Regions from separate parts of the Xenopus tropicalis genome. Here region 2 is linked to region 1. Evidence: chromatin contacts called from public Hi-C data. All regions are on one chromosome and are shown on one strand. Each heading gives the region's core, a stretch centred on a gene start, on an enhancer-like site or on the middle of the called end of the contact. The rest is flanking DNA. Distances are from core to core; before and after follow the strand shown.

Region 1 (5,775 bases), core at 2,332-4,831:
GAAGAGGGGAAAGTTATCTGGGGTTTCTAATGTTTTTCCTAACCAGAAGAACATCCGATTAACTTCGACTACTTCATGTGACCAGCAGGTGGAGCTGTTTGTAACAAAATGCATTCATACTAACTACTTTTTACCCTTAATATCTTGGAATTAAAAATAAAAATAATGAATGCAAATTGCAAAAGTGCTTAGAACAGCACTCTCAACAATTTTACATCAACTTATTTTAAAGGTTTACTTATCCAATACATTATGCTTTCTTTTGCCCAAATGATTATGTCTCCTTTTAATTGCCCTGAAATTCCCACTTGATAAAACCACACCTTGTGTCTCAACCCTTTCTCCTTGTAGATTGTAAGCTCTTTTGGGCAGGGCTCTCTTCACCTCTTTTATTGGTTATTGATTGCTTTATATGTTACTCTGTATGTCCAATGTATGAAACCCACTTATTGTACAGCGCTGCGGAATATGATGGCGCTTTATAAAAAAATAAATAATAATAATAATAATAATAATAAAAGAACATCTACTATTTTGTTTTGTCACAATTAGAGAATGAAACCAAAAACAAAATACCAAAAATAGACTTTCCCAAAGTTTAGCTTTCAATATTAATCCTCTGGTGCCACCTTGTGACAGGAAACAATATAATCACCTATATGATAAACATTTTTTTTCATTAAAACACTTGACCTTAACCTCCTGTAAGCAGAATTATAAGAGATGCAGATGTCGCTACAACAAGAGATTCACCAATATTAACCTATAGGATTTTTCCACCCGTAATTAGTATCCTTTACATACACAGCCCCGGTGGAATTTATAATCCCATTCATCACATTCATGCACAAACTATAGTCAATTAACTGCATGTTTTTGGACTGTGGGAGGAAACTCAACGCAGACGCATAATTTTGTAACTGAAAACCCCTGTTTTCGTAAATGTATGCACTTGCTTGGATACTAAATCGCTGCAGAAATGGGACCAGGGAATGTGCATTGATCAATCCGCCTTCTCTTTGGTATGCCCATGCTACCCAGAAGCTCAGTCCATCTCAGAATGGTGCTGATTCCAGGTTACACATCCCTGTATACGCCAAGACTGCACAGGATCACCACTGGGATGGCTGGGGATAATCCTATCTAGTCTGTGGGCTCAGTGATCCGATTGCACACAACTTTGCTATACATGTGTATTGGCAAATTGTACAGATCCATATGCTAACCTTGTGGCTGAACAATCAGAACCCATTCCATGCCAGGGATGTGCATTAGGCTTCTAAATATCTAATCTACAGGGAGACTGCCTTCTAGAGGTAGTGTTTGCATGGTATGTAAAACGTAATACACAGAATGTAAGAAGTTGGGCCTCCAAACATAGCACAGAAGCAGATAAGCCTTAGAAGCTGAATTATGTGTTTAATGCTCCAGCTACTAAGCTGGTCAGGTTTGATTGGGCAGTTTGGTCAGTTTACCTAGGGGGGCAGTGTTTCCCTAGTGCTAACATCCAAACCCAACTAATTATACTCCTAATTTAACTGTAACCATAGGAGATTTTTTACACTCAGGATCCCATTTGTGCACCATAAATTGTACAGACAAGTGCAATATCCCCCCTACTATAGTTCCAGGGTTATTCTAGTAATGGCTGAATGGCTATAAGTAACTATTCACCCCCAAATAGCACCGAACTAGGGTTGGCAAAGGCCAATGAAAATATTGCTTTTATTATTAGTGGTGCTTGCGAAGCATTGTTATCTCACAGGCTTATTTTTCTTCTTAATCGTGCGGCCTATTTGGGAATGGGGTGCTATGACTTTTCTAAGGGGTGGGCAGTTATCCGCCCATAGACTTATCATTGAGACCAACTTTGACTGAGTCCCGCACCGTTTGCCCAGCAAGGGCAATTGTCACAGAGAACTGAAGGAAACATTGCCCCGCAGGGGGCAATTAACCGGCCCAAAAATCCCATAGACTTAACATTGGGGCCAACTTTGACAGATTGTAGCGCAGAGAGGGAATTTTTTAGATACGTGAAATTTACCACATTTGAAGAGGTTAGCAACCTGTGTCAGAAGATACCCTGCACAAGGGTATAAGTTTTACCCCCAGGGCAAGAGAGGTCCCCAAATTTGCCCCACAGACTTATAATGGGGATTTTGGCAAATAACTAGTTTGTCGTAGACCCATGAATGAGGTGTCAAACCGTGCGGCTTATTCGGGAATGGGGTGCTATGACTTTTCTGAGGGGTGGGCGGTTAATTGCCCCCACAGGGGGCAATTAACGGGGCCAAAAATCCCATTGACTTAACATTGAGGCCAACTTTGACAGATTGTAGCGCAGAGAGGGAATTTTTTAGAAACGTGAAATTTACCACATTTGAAGAGGTTAGCAACCTGTATCAGAAGATACCCCGCACAAGGGTATAAGTTTTACCCCCAGGGCAAGAGAGGTCCCCAAATTTGCCCCATTGACTTATAATGGGGATTTTGGCAAATAACTAGTTTGTCGTAGACCCATGAATGAGGTGTCAAACCGTGCAGCTTATTCGGGAATGGGGTGCTATGACTTTTCTGAGGGGTGGGCGGTTAATTGCCCCAGCAAGGGCAACTGTCACAGAGAACTGAAGGAAACATTGTAATATTGGGGCAGAAGTTTTGCCGCGGCAAGCACCACTCACATTTTCTTCAGGAAATGTACCTCTCTAGTTATTATTACCATTTATTTATAAAGCGCCAACATATCCCGCAGCGCTGTACAATAAGTGGGTTACATACATTGGACATACAGAGTAACATATAAAGCAATCAGTAACCGATACAAGAGGGGAAGAGAGCCCTGCCCAAAAGAGCTTCTCAGCAGCGTCATTAAAGGAAAACTATCAAACAATTTTATCAGACTGGGAAGTACACATCAATAATTATTGCTCTTTTACAATTTTTCACTTCAGTCACCATTTTGTGATGTTCTGTCAGGCACTAATCACATGACAGGAAGTCAATAAGAGTGTAAGTCACATTTCTGTCCATTCATTGGCTGATATAATGTAGGCTGTTCAGACATGTCAACACATGACCAAAGGAATTTAATAGACTTTAAACACTATGGCATTAACCAACTACACAACAGAAGAATATTTTATATAGAGAACGTTCAGGGAACTAGTTTCCTTTTAACATAGAAGGTAGGCTAAAAAAATGAGGGTGGACTGTCCCTAGGCACCACTACTGTGCTCTCAGTCCATCCCTCAGTCACAAATAACACGCTGCAATTCTGTGGGCGGGAAAGTCCACCTCATCCCAACGCAGGGGATGCTGGGAGTCGCAATTGCCAAATAGCCGGCCGCCAATCATTGCCCATTGGTGGAACGGAATATTCGGATGACGCGGTGCGCAGAACCAATGGGGAGCAACGAACAAGCGAGTTGGGTCCTCCAGCCGCCAGACAGAACGCACAGGCGCAACTCACTCGACGGCCAACTTCCGGGAAGATGCGTCAGAACAGTGACGTTTCCCTCTGCCGGTAACGTGGGCCGGCGGTGTGGCTAGGGAGGAAAGCTGTGGAACCGAGGAGATCCAGCTCCTCCCCACGGAAACCGGCGGCCCGAACAAAGCGCCATTCCTCTGCGCAATACCGCTTCCCTCTGTGCGGGGCGTAGTTACTGCGGAGCCTGACTGGACTTGGCCCTGTCACCGGGCCCATTGGGTTTATTGGTTCTACTTACACTTGTGCAGGGCGCCATTCCCTCTGCTGTCAGGCCTCACTTTCCTTATCCTTGTCTCTCCTGCCCCTCCCTGCCCTAAGCCTCTCTCAGATTGCCCCCAGCTTTCTGCCCCCACCCAACTACCTACCCATCTACCTACCCACCCACCTACCTACCCATCCACCTACCTACTCACCTACCTACCTACCCACCCACCCACCCACCTACCTACTCACCCATCCACCCACCTACCTACTCACCTACCTACCCACTCGCCTACCTACCTACCCACCCACCCTGTGCTCCCAGTCCTTTGCTCTTTCATATCACCTGTCTGTCTCTTTTCCTGCCCCCTCTTTCTTTCCTAAGGTTTTGCCTTTTTACAGCTCCCCCCATAACACTGACAAGGCCTTGCCCCCACTAACTTTCTAAGGCCCCTCCCATATCACCTTCCTCTTCAAAAGCTTCCCTCCACCATTTGGTGACTGTTTTCCCCACCAAGCATATATATATATATAATCACCTCCTGTCTTCCCTGACCTACTCTACCCACCTCCCTATGCCAGTGCCATAGTTGCCCTTCACTTTGCCCACTTGTCCCCCTTGCATACCCGCTCTTCTTTGTGGCTTTTCTTTCCACCTTCCTCCCCCCCGGTAACTATGGCTTCCAAGGTGGGGAAAACCGTGGACTTGGAGCGAAGTTGTGTGCTGTGCTGTCAAGACCTGGACATTTATGCCGTGGGAAAATGTGATCACCCTATCTGCTACCGCTGTTCGACTAAAATGCGGGTCCTGTGCGAGCAGAAGTACTGCGCTGTGTGCAGGGAAGAACTCGATAAGGTGAGTTTTTAGCTCATTAAAGGCAACCTAATATGTAACCTAATATGTCACTCTTAGCTGGTGCTTATCTTTAAATGCCTTCATTTGGAGTACTGCTTGCTCAGTTCTGCCAACTTCTTCCAAAGTTCCAAGCTTAGGAAGCAAAAGGTCTCAGCTCAGAGTACCCTGGGTGTGTGCCTAAAGCTGGCCATACACGTGGCGATGGTCGCACGAAACATCGTCAGATCCGCCACACACCATTCAGGGCTGAATCGGCAGATAAGGAGGTAGAAACAATAGGATTTCTACCTCCTTCTGCCGATTCAGCGCTGAAGATAGATTTTCAAACTGGTCCGATCGGCGAGTCGGCCGATATCAGCAGCTTCCTGCGATATCGGTCGACTCGCCGACATACCATACACACACCGAATATCGTACGAAACGAGGTTTCGTACAATATTATTGGTGCGTGTATGGCCACCTTAACCGCTCGACGCCTCCAAGTGAGTTTACTTTTCCTTAATGAGCATGAACTACATTATAGCAATATGTCTTGTTTTTTTTCCCTCTCAACTCCTGTTTCCAATAGAGATCCTCCTTGTGTGAGTTTTATCCCAAAACACCTTGAATATGTAAGTGCTATGATTTGGCACATGGGATACCCTTTTTTTTTTTTTACTTAATTAAAACGGCAGGCATATGGGCCGCTGGGCTGAGAACCCCATTGAATCTGACAGAAGATCAAACCTGCCCAACTTTACGACAGATATCGGTCGGGTAGGCCCTTCGGGGGTGCCCATTCATGGGCAGATAAGCTGTGGAATCGGTCTAAAGGACCTGAGTCGCCAGCTGAAATCTCTGTATAATGTAGCATGATTATCCCTCACTATGCTGCCATAACCACAATGGATTATTAATTGACAGTCTTTATAGGCTTGTGATGATGGTGCTGTTCGCATGCCTTCTAACTGATGCGGGTGAAAAATATGTGCTGTTTTTGAGCCGCCCTTCAAAAAGCTGATTTTGGTCTTGCCCTAAAAATGATTGTTTCTTTAATGTGCTCATACTTGCTCTTGGAGTTTGGCAAAGAGAAAAAGTAATATTTTTCCAATGTAAGAAACACAATATGAATTATATGCAGTTACATGTTTCCCTTCAGTGAAAGGAACTATTGTAGGGATTGGGTCATGCTGATCTAATGGCCGAGGGACAAGGCTGCATGTATGACTTCACCTTGCGTAACCTGTTGGCA
Region 2 (5,775 bases), core at 2,311-4,810, 190 kb before region 1:
AGCAACGAGTCGGCCTGTGCAAGTGAAAACACAAGGATTAAAGTGACAGTGACATTTCTAAGGTAATGGCCGCACTGGATTCTTGATTTAAATTGCAAACTTTAAGAGTACTGTAAGCTCACCAGAGGTCTGTCACTTGTCCGTGCCGAGTGTGCTTTCTGTTCTTCTGGGTGACGGGACTAAATTTGCCCCTGTGAGCTCTGACAGACAGAAGAATGCACAGGGCAGTTTGTGTTTTGCTTTAATGCCCATGTGTATTCTCTTATCTGTCCATGGGCAGAGCCTGTGCAACAGAGAAACTATTCCCTGACACGATACACAGCAGAGCGCACACTATGCACGGAATAGTGTCGGACCTGTGTTGAATCTAAATTAGAAAAAAAATCAGATATGGTTTGGTGACTTACTAAAAGGCCGGATACACAGCACCATTATACTGCACTGTTATTCATTAACTAGGGGATGACATTTTAGATGTACAGATGCACAAAGCAGTGCACAAACAGTGAATAGGCTAAATATTGTCCAGACCTGCATAACGTGCCATGACAGTAACAATATACTTGTTGCAGGAGATTATATATACCCATTACAGATACAACAGAATCCCCATCCATACAGAGTTTATCCCTGCTCACCTTCCATTCTTACTATCATATTAAAGGGGTTGTTCACCTTTGAGTTAACTTTTAGTAGAAAACAACACTCTAAGACAATTTGCTATTGGTCTTTATTTTTTTTTTTTGGTTTGTGGTTTTGTAATGATTTCACTGTTTGTTTAGCAACTCTCCAGTTTGGAATTTTAGCAGTTATCTGGTTGCTAGGGTCCAAATTACAATAACGACCAGGCATTTGTTTGAATGAGATACTGATGCATTTATAGGAGAGGACGTAAACAAAAAGAAAACTAATAAAAAGTAGCAATGACAATAAAACCGTAGCCTCACAGAGCTACAGTGACCCCCTTTTGAACATTGGAAAGAAGAAAGCAAATAATTTAAACTATAAATATAAATAATAAAGACCAGTTGAAAGGTTGCTTGAAATTGGAATTCTATAACATACTTAAAGTTAACTGAAAGGTGAACCACCGCTTTAAAGAAAAGAACTGTCTGGTAATACGTTTACATCAAGAGATCTGTGCAATCCATGGGTTCCCAGACTCTGGCATTGGCTTCACCAAGTGGAAGCCAAAAAGCCAAAGCAGCGTTATTTTTGGAGAGGGGGGAGAGATTTTGCATAAGAAAAAAAACTGACAGCAGCCCAGCCATGGATTAAAAAACAGTGGGATGAAAAGGATGCCTTTGTGCCATTACTGGGAAAAAACACCCTAAGAAACTGAACAACCCAGCACACAGCTTAAGCCAACACATACTAATGTCAGCAAGATTGCCAATAGCTAGCAACTGGGAAACAAACCCCACGCTGCCACTGCTGAAGGCTAAAGGCATCAAAATAGCCGCTAATGAGAAACTGACTTACCTATTAGGAAACAATATGGCAGCTTATGACAAGGTATGGCTCCCATGTACAGCCTATGAACAGGAACCCCCTTTCCAGCATTACACGCGGGGTACCCTCATGGAAGCATTAAAATATGAACCTGCTTCTGGTATCCTATATAAATATCTGGTATAGAATCAACATTATACCCCTGTCATTAAATACTTCTTGTATATACAGTTACCATGTTATTTTATATATATTTTTTTCTTTTTCTACTTTTCTTTACTTTTTTTTTTCTTAACTTTTCAAAATGACTGGAACGCTCAAGTCATTCATTTGTCATCTCAATTTATTGCTTTCATATTGTTCTACTGGGAAATTCAATACATCTTGTCAGTAAAAAAAAAACAAACAGTCGGAAGCAGCCAGGAATGTCAGTCTTCGCCAATTTTGTCAGATAAATTAAATAACCGATGTCAATGGTATGGAGGCATATTTTCAACCCTTACTGCTCATTCAGAAAGTACCTGCGCCTGGGGCAGACCCTCACGCTGCAGCTTGTACCGGATTCAAATTCAGCCCACTGCAAAGTTTAGGGGGTGCCAGGCAACCCTGTCCTTTCACCTCCGCACCCCTTATGTGCACATCTGAATAATCCCTAAGTTACTGGATGGGTAGGGGCCTGCATACCTGCCTCCCCTCGCCCAACATAAATACAGTGCAGTCTAAAGTGCAAGTGTAAATACCAAAGCCCAATGTCCCCCAGCAATAGGCACTGACTATGCGACAAGGTGCAAATATCATGGCCTGTGTATTGCACTTTGCCCCATCGCCAGTAAAAGAGCCCTTTAGCCTATGCCAATCCGAAACCTACAGATTTATCCAAATTCAGCAGAAATGTACTTCTTAATTAACCCATATGCATCTTAGGAGCAACACATTCCTATATATATTGGCCAATCTACCTTCTCAAATTGGCAGAGAGACTTTATCAGCAATTACGGCTGCCCACATTGTTACATCTGCTTTACAGAACCTCCATATTTACATTATATTTATCATAAACAACAGGCCCCTCACTAGAAGGTATCTTTGTTTTTATGGGAGGGAGAGCCCCACTGTATCTGTACGATATCACTGTATCGGTGTTTTTTATGCTAAAAAAAAAAACAGCTCTTCTCTTTCTGCACCATTTGAAATCCTGGCAGGGAAAGAGGGACTAAAACACTGACGTTACATATTGTACCAACTATTGCAAAGCTTACAGACAGCATGCAGGAACTACATATCCCACAATGCATTGCACTGTGATGTTCCTTTCCTTATTGACATCCCGTGTGCAGGGGATTGTGGGATTGGGAGGGTGCAGGCTGAAGGCTGAAGGAGGACAGGCGACTACTGTTACATGTGAAAGTTGTCAGTCAGATCAGCAGGAGAACAGGGGGCGGGGCCTAGGTGGAGTTCCCCTTTAAATGAAGATGTATAATAGACTTTGTGTAGTAAGGCATATAATGCCCCCAGATACTGCCCCCCCCCCTGCTTATTGCTTGGTTTACTATTTAACTCTCTATCCATGAGTAATGTGTTTATGGGGTAATGGCCCTGAGCAGATGCAGTAGGCTGCCCGGGTAAAGGCAGAATAGAAGGTGGGGAGAAGCAATGGAAGTTACTGAGGCGCCGCTTTTACCCCACAGCTGCCCAAGCAATGCCCCACAGACTGAACTAGGGGTCGCCCCTTGGCTGCAGCCACACGGAGCTGCCAATGGCCAGGGAGCAGCTATTTCCCACTATGTTAGTGCCACAGTGCCAAGTGCACACACAATACTATAGTGACAGGAATGGCAGCAGCTGCACAAATAGAAACCAATTCTTACCCGCCAGTGGCTCCCAGCGTGCCCTCCTTCTGCCCCTACAACCAAACCAACCCCTCACCCATGGCCAGCACTCTATTCGCTTTGGGCCTCCGCTTTCTGGGCCTGCCAGACACGCCCCCGGACAGCTAGCACCGCCCACCGCACGGCCAATCACAAGTTGCTCAGTACAACCCGGAATGTCCGGTCGCGCTGCATTGTGGGAAATGTAGTTCTAAGGAGGCGATTGGGGCACGGATGGGCTTGACATGAGTGGCAGTCTCCGGCCGCTGGGAAGGAGGGGAAGGAGGGGAGTACTTAAGGCAGTGGGGGGCAAGGATCAGCAGGATGGGACCAGCAAGGGGCAAGTCATTGGTGAGTAGGGGTGGAAGCGTGGTGGCCATTGAAAGAGTGTAAGCTCTTCGGGACAAGCCATTAGTTTAGTACAAGTAACCCCTCCCCTGATCTACCTACCGGCACTGTAGGCCTTTAGGCGGGGGCAGAGACCACGTTGGGCAGAGGGTCCCCTAAACAGTCCCAGTAGCTTGTGTGGGCGGTGCAGGGAGTTGTATAATACCCCCCCTCTGTACTTATTATTAATATTATTGTGCATTGAACCTGCAAGGACTAAACCAGCGGCAGAACCAGCCCCCCTCCCCCCCAAACTACTCTTCTGGGGGTGCCTGGCACTTAGCCCTGTGTGGGGATTTTATAGGTAAATAAAACAGGTGAATGAAATGAAACAGGTAGAGGTTTCTCCTGTTTGATCCAACAGCTGCTCCAGGCTAGTCAGTGTGTTGCTCCTTTACTTTGGGATAAAAACTGAATTTATTTCACATATTGAGACTCATGTATGTCCATTAATGCAGCTGCGGTCCCTGCACTTTCCCTGTAGTCAGTTGGGCACAAAACCATCTTCATTATGGAGGGTTCACATTTACATTAACGTTTAGTATGTTATAGAATGGCCAATTCTAAGCAACGTTTCAGCTGGTCTTTATTATTTATTTTTTTTTACTTTCCTATTCAGTCCCACTCCTATTCATATACCAGTCTCTCGTTCAAACCACTACCTGATTGCTAAGGTAATTTGGAACCTAGCAACCAGTTGGCTGCTGAAACTGCTAACTGGGAAGCTGCAGAACAAAAATTGAAATCATTAAAAAACTGCTAAGAACAAAAAATGAAGACCAACTGCAAATTGTGTCAGAATCTCACTCTCTAAAAGTTAACCCAAAGGTAAACAACCCCTTTAAAGGAACTCAAGCACATTTTGGTGCAAGTTCCTTTAGTGCTCCTTGCCCTTCTGTATAGTTGCACTTGGCGCCACTCGGGAAAATAAAATATGGCATTTGTGCTCAAAATTGCGCTTTGCTCACTGCACTTGTGGACATACACGTGCCCTATTATCTTCCTTTCTGCTTAGACTGATGAGTTGCCTTACACATTCAGCACATTCCTAAAACGTCAGTGATGGGTTCCCAATGGCAAGCTGTGCTGCTGTTAAACTACAGCTCCCAGAATGCAGCCCTGTGATGTGAGAGGCGCCAGAGGTTAGACATGAGTGTAACAGGCCCTGTGTTGCAGATGACAGTGAAGATGAGAAGCCGAGTTCCCCCAAAGAGCGATCAAAGAGGAGAGTTAGTGTGGAATACGAGCAGGCAGCAAGCGAGACTGTAGCTAAAAGGCCAAAATGGCAACCAAAGAACTGGGCGCAACATCTGGAGAACATACGGCAGATGAGAAGCAGAAGGGATGCGCCGGTGGATCAGATGGGAGCGGAGAAGTGCTATGATCAGAATGCTGCCCCAGAGGTAAAGCTGCTCCATGGATAAAGGTGTTTAGTCTGCAAAAGGGGGCACACTTCCCTGAGCATGATGGGAACCACTGAGCATGATGGGAACCACTGAGCATGATGGGAACTGAAGGGCTGCAGTTTCCTGAACAGTGGCCTGTAGCATGTATAGCCAGAGTGTAAGAATGGGGGGAGCGTGAGAGGTTATGAGCAGTAGAAATGTGTGGGTGATGCTCTCGGCACTTGGTGGGTTCATCTGTTTCCCTGTTGGAAATCCCAGCAGGAGCGAAGTCCTTTTGATCTGTGAAAAGATGGTTTTAATCTGAGTTTAAATGAAAATTCCTTTCTGAGATTCCCTAAATGCACGTTACTGCCTGAGCAGTTTTAGCCATGCCAAAGCCGCCATTGTTTCTCTGACAGGCTGGCCACAAGCTCCTATTCGACTGCCATAGGCTCCCTATTGTGTTATAATTCCATTACAAGAAGGCATTGGGCATAAAATAGCCTCTTTAATGGTGTAACTAAGACACTCCTTAGACAACTCCCTGGGTCTAAATGAACCTGTATAGAGAAATAGCGTCAATCTATGCTAGCCTATGCATTCTCCTGTAGGAAATACAACCCTGCTGGTAACTGTACAGGGTGCCCTTTATTGCACAGGTTTGGAATCTTAGGAAAATGTCA

Evidence for each region. A called contact is a pair of places that touch in the nucleus more often than the background predicts.
Region 2: a Hi-C map of brain shows a contact between it and region 1, with 4 times the contacts expected there. The contact joins the promoter of nthl1 here to the promoter of znf598 in region 1. A contact is called at or near these places in 3 of 5 Hi-C or Micro-C datasets (brain, neurula embryo and tailbud embryo).

The regions. Positions count from the first base shown.
Region 1 is chr9:18,753,594-18,759,368 of UCB_Xtro_10.0, reverse strand. znf598 (zinc finger protein 598) reads left to right here and starts at 3,581. Exons shown (of 12, transcript NM_001126071.1): 1 at 3,581-4,544. The coding sequence starts at 4,365.
Region 2 is chr9:18,942,181-18,947,955 of UCB_Xtro_10.0, reverse strand. It overlaps nthl1 (nth-like DNA glycosylase 1), which reads left to right and starts at 3,560. Exons shown (of 6, transcript NM_001044419.1): 1 at 3,560-3,671; 2 at 4,884-5,110. The coding sequence starts at 3,566. It overlaps tsc2 (TSC complex subunit 2), which reads right to left and starts at 3,439. Exons shown (of 40, transcript NM_001130323.1): 1 at 3,321-3,439; 2 at 1-14.